Linked DNA regions of Anas platyrhynchos: region 2 is linked to region 1. Evidence: chromatin contacts called from public Hi-C data. All regions are on one chromosome and are shown on one strand. Each heading gives the region's core, a stretch centred on a gene start, on an enhancer-like site or on the middle of the called end of the contact. The rest is flanking DNA. Distances are from core to core; before and after follow the strand shown. Region 1 holds the start of PSEN1 (presenilin 1). Region 2 has its middle 15 kb from the start of DCAF4.

What was found. A called contact is a pair of places that touch in the nucleus more often than the background predicts.
Region 2: a contact with region 1 is called in a Hi-C map of subcutaneous adipose tissue, with 1.7 times the contacts expected there. The contact joins the enhancer-like site here to the promoter of PSEN1 in region 1. A contact is called at or near these places in 3 of 8 Hi-C or Micro-C datasets (liver, skeletal muscle and subcutaneous adipose tissue).

The regions. Positions count from the first base shown.
Region 1 is chr5:35,334,588-35,339,102 of IASCAAS_PekinDuck_T2T, forward strand. PSEN1 (presenilin 1) reads right to left here and starts at 2,308. Exons shown (of 11, transcript XM_038179140.2): 1 at 2,149-2,308.
Region 2 is chr5:35,401,826-35,406,340 of IASCAAS_PekinDuck_T2T, forward strand. No RefSeq gene overlaps it. Among named protein-coding and RNA genes, the nearest start is that of DCAF4, 15 kb to the right of the region's middle. Within about 2 kb of position 2,071, at least 3 of the 8 cell types and tissues checked have an H3K27ac peak or open chromatin away from gene starts, as enhancers often do.

The DNA of each region.
Region 1 (4,515 bases), core at 1,058-3,557:
TCAGCAACAAACCAAAGATTCAAACAGTTCTCCACTCCATCTTGTGAAGTACTGCATACTTTCTCAGAGCACACCTTGTGTGCTTTATCTCAGAGTCCAATTGCTCCAAGTCGTTCATTTCTGGATGAACAAGTGCAATCTTCAAGCAAGGATGATCACGATGATCAAGTTACACTTGATCATTTAAAATCTGGGCATGACACCTGCTTACCACTGTAATACCCAAAGAGGGACCTAGAGCTACACAAAACAGTATTTCATCTGAGCCTGAAGAACTAGTATGCGTTCTCCTAGCAGTAGGTTTTATGTATGAGCTAAATGTACCTAAAATTCCTTATGCTTTAATAGTTTCAAGTGTCCTTACACAAAAAAGTTGCGTACTAATATTTTCCTAAGCAAATGTGAATAAACCAGAACTAAGCAGCTGCTCTGTAACAAAGGAGAATAAATAATTATAGCAGAAAAAGGAAGAAGAGTGATGTAAGCGCAAGTTTCAAAAAAAAAAAAAAAAAGTAGTTTAAAGAAACAATGAGTAGGCCTGCATAAATCACTGGCTTGGTTGCACAAAACACAGCGAACTGAAATAACAGCCACTGCTGCTAAGAGGGAAGTGCCAGTCCCCACTTCCACGCCAAGATGCTCCTTCTCCTACCTTGTGCCAACTCCAGCACTCATCAGTCCTCTTTGCAGTATGTTTAACTCAATAAAATGGAAGAAAGCAAACCCAGGAAAAGAACACAATCTTCTTGTGCTGCTATAGTGCGTTCAACCAGTTAATGGAAGGATCTAAAAAATCGTATTAATGGAGGACATGCAGACACTGCACAAGGCAAGGCCTCTCACTTTTGGCAGCAGAAAGCCACGAGACAGCATCTTACTTCAAATGGGAGTTAAGCTCAGTTTCATACATACAAATTCACAGAAGCTGCTTCTTCACTGACAAGTAAGTAAATCTCTTACAAGATTAGCTTGCAGTGCTTACTGACTTCTGCAGGGATGCAGCTTACGCTCAAGGGCCATTAGGAGGCAACACCAATTTAACAGGTCTAGTGGGAGCATCCTACCCGTCTGGAAAGGCAACATAGCATTCGCTAGGAGAATGGCTCTCTTCTGTGCTTCTAATTAAAAACAGAGTGTCTAGTTTAAAATCTAATGAAATGTAAGGCTAGAAGAAAATAAAAAGGTATTACATTGCTCTTATTTTAAAGTTTTTGCTCTGATTCTTTAGTTGGACTACAGAACATACACAGTGCTGCTTTAAGGCTGCCATCAGTGAAAACCCTCAGTGACAGGGCAGCTACAGAGAAAAAAAGTTCAAGTATTTTTTTATCCAAATGTGGATTAGCAAAACGAGACCTCCACATAGCATCATATCAAAATCCTAAATAAACTGGGGGGAAAAAAATCGAAAAAGAAAACAACAAGAAGAAATGCCACCACAGGATCCTGCTTAAAGGCCGGTAAAGAAAACCACCACAAAGCCATCCAACGAAACCAGGCACTGAGGGGCTGAGAGAAAGTGAAGGGCGCCTGAGGTAACTGACAGGAGAGGGGCACCACAGCTTCAGTAGCCGTGTCTTAGAGGTGACAAAAATTATAGCGTGCTAAAATGATCCCTTTTTAAAACTCAAGAACTCAGAAATTGTATTCAGGACATCTTCAAAGACCTTTTTTTTTTTTTTTTTAAAGGAATGAACGCCCCCAAGTTTGAAATTTACCTACGAACGAACAAGCCCTACAAGCAAGCCGCGCGTGGGCAGGAGCAGATCGAGTTTTTAACCACCTTTACCTCAGAAGCGACTCTCAAAAACATCTAATTTTCCAACGAAGCCGTGATTTAAAACCAGCCTGCCTGAAGAAGTTCCCTCTCGCTTCCCCTCCCCTTCCCAGCGCTGCGGCTTCCCCGTGCTCGTCGCCCCCGGCCGCCTCCGTCCCCTCACGCCGGGGCCGGGGCAGAGGCAGGGGCAGCACCGCCGCCAACCGCCCGGGGGCCGCCGCCCCCCTCCTCGCCTCCCGGCACGCAACAGGCGGCCGTGAGGGGCCTCCCGGGCCGGCCCCAGCTCCACGGCCCCGCCGTGCGCGACCCCCCGGCAGCCGCCCCGCTCCCCTCGCGTCCCTGCTCCGGCCCCGGCCCCGGCCCCGCCGCACCTGGAGGGCGCCGCTCTCCCGCGGGCCCCGCCACCGGCTCCTCGCCGCCCCGCAGCCCGGCCCCGCTCGCTTCCGGCCCAGGCGCCGCCTTTCGCCGCCACCTCACGTCCGCCGCCCCGGGGCCGCAGCGCCGCGGCCCGCCCGCAGCGGGGGAGCCGCCGCCTGAGGGGCGGCCTCGCGCCGCGACCGGGCGCTGAGGGGAGCGCGGGCCGAGCCCGCCGCGGGGGCTCCTTTACCTCCGTGAGGAGGCGACAGCTCAGCAAACAGGGGGTTCAAGGGTGCACCCCCCCCCCCCCAGCACCCCGTCAAGGCATGAACTAGTGATTCTAGTTCAATGTGCTCCCACAATAAAAAGATTATGAAAAAAAATTGTATTTCGTACCTCAAAATACAAACGCTGGTTTGTTTCAGCTACATGGAACCTTTTCGCAAAGGTGCCAGTAATACTATGACTCACAGAAGAAATAGACACTTCAACCTTGAAACTTACCTTGCTGTCCCTGGTACTTGACAAGAAATCGATGCTTCCTTTTTAGCTGCACATAACCTCACTGAGCAACTAACACATATAGGAAACGCTATGATCGTTGCAATCACTCCAACTGTGAAAGCATAACGTCCATCGAGAGACCCAGGTGAATTGTGCATGTTTAAAACAGCTCTATTTCTTATTATTCAACCACATTCTGGGACGATCTATGGGAAAGTGAGGTGGCATGTTGGAATTGTGCAATAGAACTTCTGACTTCAAGAAAAATACCATGGGCATTCAACTGCACCACACAAGTCTCTGTTTGTTATTAATATCATTTAGACCTAAGATAAAATGCTTATTACCAATACCTTACATTGGTTATGCTACAGGACTATGTACTAATTTGTAAGTTTGCAGGTATGACATCCTATGCTCCTGCATAGGAAAACGTATAGAATATTGGAAAGTGTGACCCTAGTATAAGGCAAGAGCTTCTAGTTTTAAGTGTATCCACCTACAAGCAAGCTATCCTCCTGCAAGCAGCTATCTAGCAACTCCGTTAATAAAAGCATAAAAAAAAAAAAAGTCCAAGTGTTCTCTCTCTTAGTAATAGGAAAGCTCTAGAGTAGTGAGAAATACAAATTAAATGAGAAACTAAACTTACAGTTTAGGGCCTTCCCCCTGCCCACATTTAGAGCCACAATGGTGTAGCTAGATGCTTTTTAGTGCAGAGGCTCCTGTTCAGATAGAAGACAGGAAGCCCTAAATTAGAAATGTAAAAAGACTACATGAACATGTTAAGTATTCTGAGAACAAAAAAAGTCCCAAAATAACAACAGTAATGTAAAAATACATCATTCTTGGTAATTAATGTTTCTTGTTCAAGGCTTCTTCACTTCATTTCAGTGTACGCCAAGGGAAACAGTACTTCAGTGACATACCATTGCTTAGAGTATGTAGTATGCAGAAGGGCAGTTGCACAACGTGATTATGAGACAAGTTCAGTTATGGTATAACTCCCAAGCCCAGCTCCACAACAATGAAGTCCAGATCAATGACTAGCACATCTAGTTCTGTTGTGGAAACTGGTATTTTCCCCCTCTGTACATTAAGTTTTGAGATACTTAGTTTCTATCATAAAATGAATCATTGTGGCATATTGCACTGAACACACAATTTGCTAATGGTTTGTTTTCACTATACCAGTATTATTTCTGTGCATTAACATACTAGCAATATTAAATTGCACATTCAGGCAGTAAAGTGTTGTAATTTAGAATTGGCAAGTCTGTTTTTTTTTTTTGTTTTTGTTTTTTTTTTTTTCAACTTAATCTTGAAATAATTCTGTTCCTGTGTGTTGAAAGAAAAAACACTTAAAGGGAAGTTAGTTCAAGAACCTCTCAGCAGTATGCAGATTTGTATTCTACCCTGCAACCTCACACACAGACACTATATTGTTATCAATGCGGAGCAGTAACACTAATTTGAGTAATAGCTGACACCAAAATGTGATTTTTTTAAAGCAACAGCTTGCATTAGAAAAGAGGAAAACCTTGTTGAAGTACTTGCAAAAACCAGACAGTGTAGTGACCATTCCTTCTTCCTTCCATTACAGATGAAAGCCTCAACTTCTAAAATTTAAACTGGAATGTTAATTTTTTTAGTATGTTGCAACAGGGCATTTAATTTCATAGATGTCTTCCTCACAGAGATTCTTCCTTTGGTCTCCTTAGGAATGTTACATGCTTATGTCCAGTTCATAAATAGTAGTAGAAGATAAATATACAGCTTTAATGGAGGGCAAAAGAAAATAAGCTGAAGTTTCATGACTTGAACTTTCCCTGAAGAATCTCAACAAGCACATCAGGCAACCTGTCTCACAGTAGCATTAG
Region 2 (4,515 bases), core at 821-3,320, 67 kb after region 1:
GTTGTTGACTGCTGTTTTCAGTCTCTCTAGCGCCACATATTGTGGCTTTGTCCTTGCATTTAATTTGCCACTGATGGCTGTAATAGAAGTTGGCACTAACAGATACGTCTTTGCCAGTAATTTGAGAACAGAGAGTGATTTGGACAAGCGATAGAGCTGTCTGTTTTTTGTTCCCTGCTGCTTCAGCTGAGCACTTTTTCTTGGTAAAGCAATGTCAACATGTATATTCTGTGGGAACAGCACATAGTAGTGTGTCATAGAACATTTTTGTTCATAGCGCTGGCACGGCAACCATGAAATCATGACAATGCCAAAACAAATAAAATTTACTACGAGGGCTTTCAAAATGATCAGTGTGGTATGACAATAAGAAAGCCACTGTGGTAGCAGAATGACAACTAGTCTGTTATTTAAAGGCAAAATTAAAATGCATGCAGCTTTTTAACTTCACTTATGTTGTGTATAATTTGAGTTGACACAAAGCAATACAGATAAAGGGTGTGGATATGGACATACATATGCACACGTGTATGTATATGCAAATCCTCACGTAGCGAGTGTCTCAACTGCAGTACTAGAGAATTTCTAATACAAGAACGTTCAGAGTTGATTTCTAACATTTTGACATGCAGGCTAAATCTTTCTGCTTCTGCTTAAAAGGCACTTTTACAGCAGAACTGGGGGGAAGCAGCGGTGTAGGTATGATAAGGTACAGATGACTTGTCAAGACAGCATCAGAACGCTTCACAGCTACAGTGGTATTAATAGAGCTTCAGGTAGGAAAGCAGTTGTTTGAACAAGAAAAGGCAGGTGATTTTGATGATATTTTCAGGCCTTACCTAAAATGATTTATCTGCTTTGTGCCTTTGCTTCCATTTTTGAAAAGTGAAGCCAGTTTTTAAGATGTTTTAAACTCTCTGGACAACTATCTTTCAACCTCCAGCTGCTCTCCCCAGAAATCCCTGCCTAGAAAGTTCTTTGGGTTGGTACTGACTGCTTATTCCAGCTCATGGAGATACTTGTGTAAGGCAGCACATGCAGGCAGTCACCAACAGCTCAGGATTTGGGGACCCAGTCTGAACTGTTCACTGCCAAATTACATCTTTTCTGAAAGCAGCTGCTGTAAGGGGACAGCTGGAGACTATGTACACATTCCATCTTAAAATCCCACTTCCTTGCAACAAAATACTTTTTTTCCTGGTTTTGTTAGAATAGGTCACAATTGAACTCAAAATGTAAAAATATCCGAGTGGAGTTGTGGCTGATGATTCGCTTTTTTAGCGTCTTAAAGTTCAGTATTCATCGGGCTGGTAAAGGAGGAATGGCCATGAAGCCATGCATTGCAGTAAATCAGGGGTAGCAGGAGGACAAAAGTGAATCCCCTCCCACTTAGACCTATACAAGGTTAAGTTTCCACCTGTTAACATCTAAGCACCGTGTGTGACCTACAAGGTCCCATGTTAGAGAAGCCTTTTTAAAGGGTGCAAAGAAATGACAGGAGGAACAATTAGAAGGCTGAGACACTGCGGCTTCTGAAATACCCATGGTGATGAGAGGGACTGGCAATTTGCAAGTTTTTATCACTTATTAAAATACTTGTGGGCTTTTCTTGCAATGGAGCAGGGAAGAAGGATGTGGCAGGCTGTTTTTGGGATTCTCCAATGTCATGCTTCTGCTCTTAGCACAGAAAGGCAGTCCAGTTCCTCTCTCTTCTCTTACATCCTGGAGGACTCCCACTAGAGCAAAACCACTGTTGTGTCTCCCTGGGGGCAGGGAGCAAGGAAAATGCTGCTCTTTCATGCAGCAGATGGGTCCCATCCTGCTTTAACTGGAGAGGAGTAACATAATAGCCTCCTTCCCAACAGAGAGGGACAGCAGTAAAGGGCTGTACACAACAGATGGAAAGTAAAAGGTTTGCTCGACTGTGGGAAAGAGTCAATAATGATCTGTACTTTGGCTTGAGGGAGGTTACGAGCTCAGGATGACCTTGATTTCCTAGGCTGTAGGAACCTCATTGTGCCTGTTGCTGAGCTCTTGATCTGCATGTACGGTAAACAACCCAGTGTTTGGGTAAACCCAAATAACTGGCGTGTATGAAGAAATAATAACTAGTCCAGGACATGAGCATTCTTCAGTAGTTGTTTTGGGCAAGCTTTCTAGAGAAAAGGTGCAGCACGTCTCCAGTGGCATTAATAGGGAAAGCACAAAGGTGCTCAGTGTTCTTCCACAGCCCTGAAATTTTTCCTCTGTAGCCTGTCAGTAAGGAGAGCCTGGCTGTCCACTCTGAGCCTTGCTCCAGTGGGCAAAAAGGACCAAATTGTGCCTGCTGGGTGAAGGATGCTGCAGCCTAGCTTGGAGTGCAGATTTGGCCTTTCGAAAGTTTTCTACTAGGTTCAGTGCTTGCTGAGAAGCAGAGGCAAAGAAATAGGGTATTTTGATACTGGAGCAAGGGAAGGGAGCGTGCAGTTCCTTTTTGTTTGTTTGTTTTTTAAGCTACCTTGTGGTCCTAGCTACTGCTGCATAAAGAAATGGTTGATTTAATACGTCAGCTACTGCCTGCGTACTGCTTGCTGGTTGTCACTGAAGCCAAATTACCTTTTTTACCCTGCTCCCCCTCTCCTTTCATACTGCTCTTACAGGCTTAATTAGAAGCATTGGCTGCAAAAGCATTAGTTGGGTAAATGGGTTTGCAAGGACGTGTGTGTTTGGCTCCTGAAAACAACAGAAAGCAAATGAGTATCCTTTTGTTTTGTGAGCTTTGGCTAAAAAGGAGCAAAGAAAATAAACTGTCTTTAGTTACGTAAGATGCCTTTCTACCACAATTCTTAGTTTGTGTTTCCCACAGGAACTGGGCACAATTATTGCAGGGTCTTGTTCTCACAGAACATGCACTACTGGGGTTAAGAGTATCAGAGAGGTTAAATGCTAACTTGACGTTCTGGAATTAATTCTTAATAAAGGGACTTTATGATGTGTTTTGCTACCTGTAAGCATTTGAATCACATATGTTTGCTAGTGAGAATATCGATATAAAGTATGTTCCTGTCCAGCTCTGAGTTGATTATCTGATGTAACATCTGGGGTTTGTGGTGGGATGGGGGTTGGTTAGGTTTCTGTTTTGTGACCAGATGCTAGTTGTAGCATGCATTAAGTAAGCCAATGCAAACTCTTCTGCAACTGGTGCTGTAGGTACTAAGCACTGTGCGTGTGACGTAATATGGCCTAAATGACCATAAATCACAGGGTATTTTCCCAAATTAAAGAGAAAGGCACGCCAGGAATTGGTGACTATGCTAACCAAGCTGGTCCCTTGATTGTCCAAGGGGTAGTAAAGCAAATGAGAAGAGCCTGTAAGTGTCAGACTGCAAGCCCTCCACTGGGAACAGAGGCCCCTCAGCCTTATAAACAAGTTCTGTAGAAAGAAGTGGCAGCACAGAGTATGCTGTGAGCAGCTTCTGCTCTGCCTTGTGAGAGGGTTAAAATAGGCTCTGCAGAGAAATGCTAAAGCCAGATGCATCAGAGGAGCTATAACTGCAAGGAATTCACAGCTCAATTCCCGTCTGAGGAAAGGGGAGTTGGCTGTTGATGGGATACAGGAAAGATTTGGTTGAATGTATACTCAGGGAAGAAACTGTGTTGGGTGTTTGCTGGGATGTATCTTAACTCCCCTTGCAACAATTATCATAAGATGAATACATTCTATATGAAAAGATGTTACACTGTTCCCACAAGTGTTCCCACAAGGAGAGTTTTCCTGCTATAATTTTGTCTTTTGTATTGATTAATAGGTTAAAAAAAAAAAGGCAAGGAGATAACAGCACAAAAATTAAGTGTGATGAACAAAAGGAGCTGCTGAGGAGAAGAGGCAGTTTAAACAGTGTATTGCTTAGGCATGAAAGTTGTGAAAAGACAGGAAACGTGAGGGTGGAGCCTTGCAGGACCCTTTGTGGTACTTCAGAGTAATTCCCTCTTACCCAAATTCACTTGAAAAAATGGAAGGAAACATTCCCCTCCCTTCCCCCAAGAAAACAAAACCTTAAAACTTTAAAACTACAGGATGCTCAGGTTTGCATATCGCTCCTGGAGGGGAATCTTCCTGTACTAGACGTGTACTGCAGAGCATGTGGGATGCTTGAATGCAGTTCCTTTCTGGAGGAAGCCAAGAGACTCGCTCACAGAGTGTGCTCAGTGAGCTCAGGCTGAGCAGGGATGCAGAGGGATGTGTTGGCTGCACCACCACAACCCTGATGAGCTAAAAGCTTTGGGTGAAGACTAATAACTTCTGCTGAGAAAGAAAGACAAGCCAGAAACCTTTGCATCATGCCTAGAATGGTAGTGAAGATTTCCCTGAGGGCAGGGACAGGCTTGCTTTGCCTGCTGTTGCAGTGCATCCATCACTGCCTTTGGGCAATGGCAGTACAGTTGCTCTTCAGCATACTTACGGTTACCACTATCCCCAGCCTGTGCCTGGATGCAGGTCTTCTCTCCCCTGTTTCTGCTGCATGATGCCTTCCT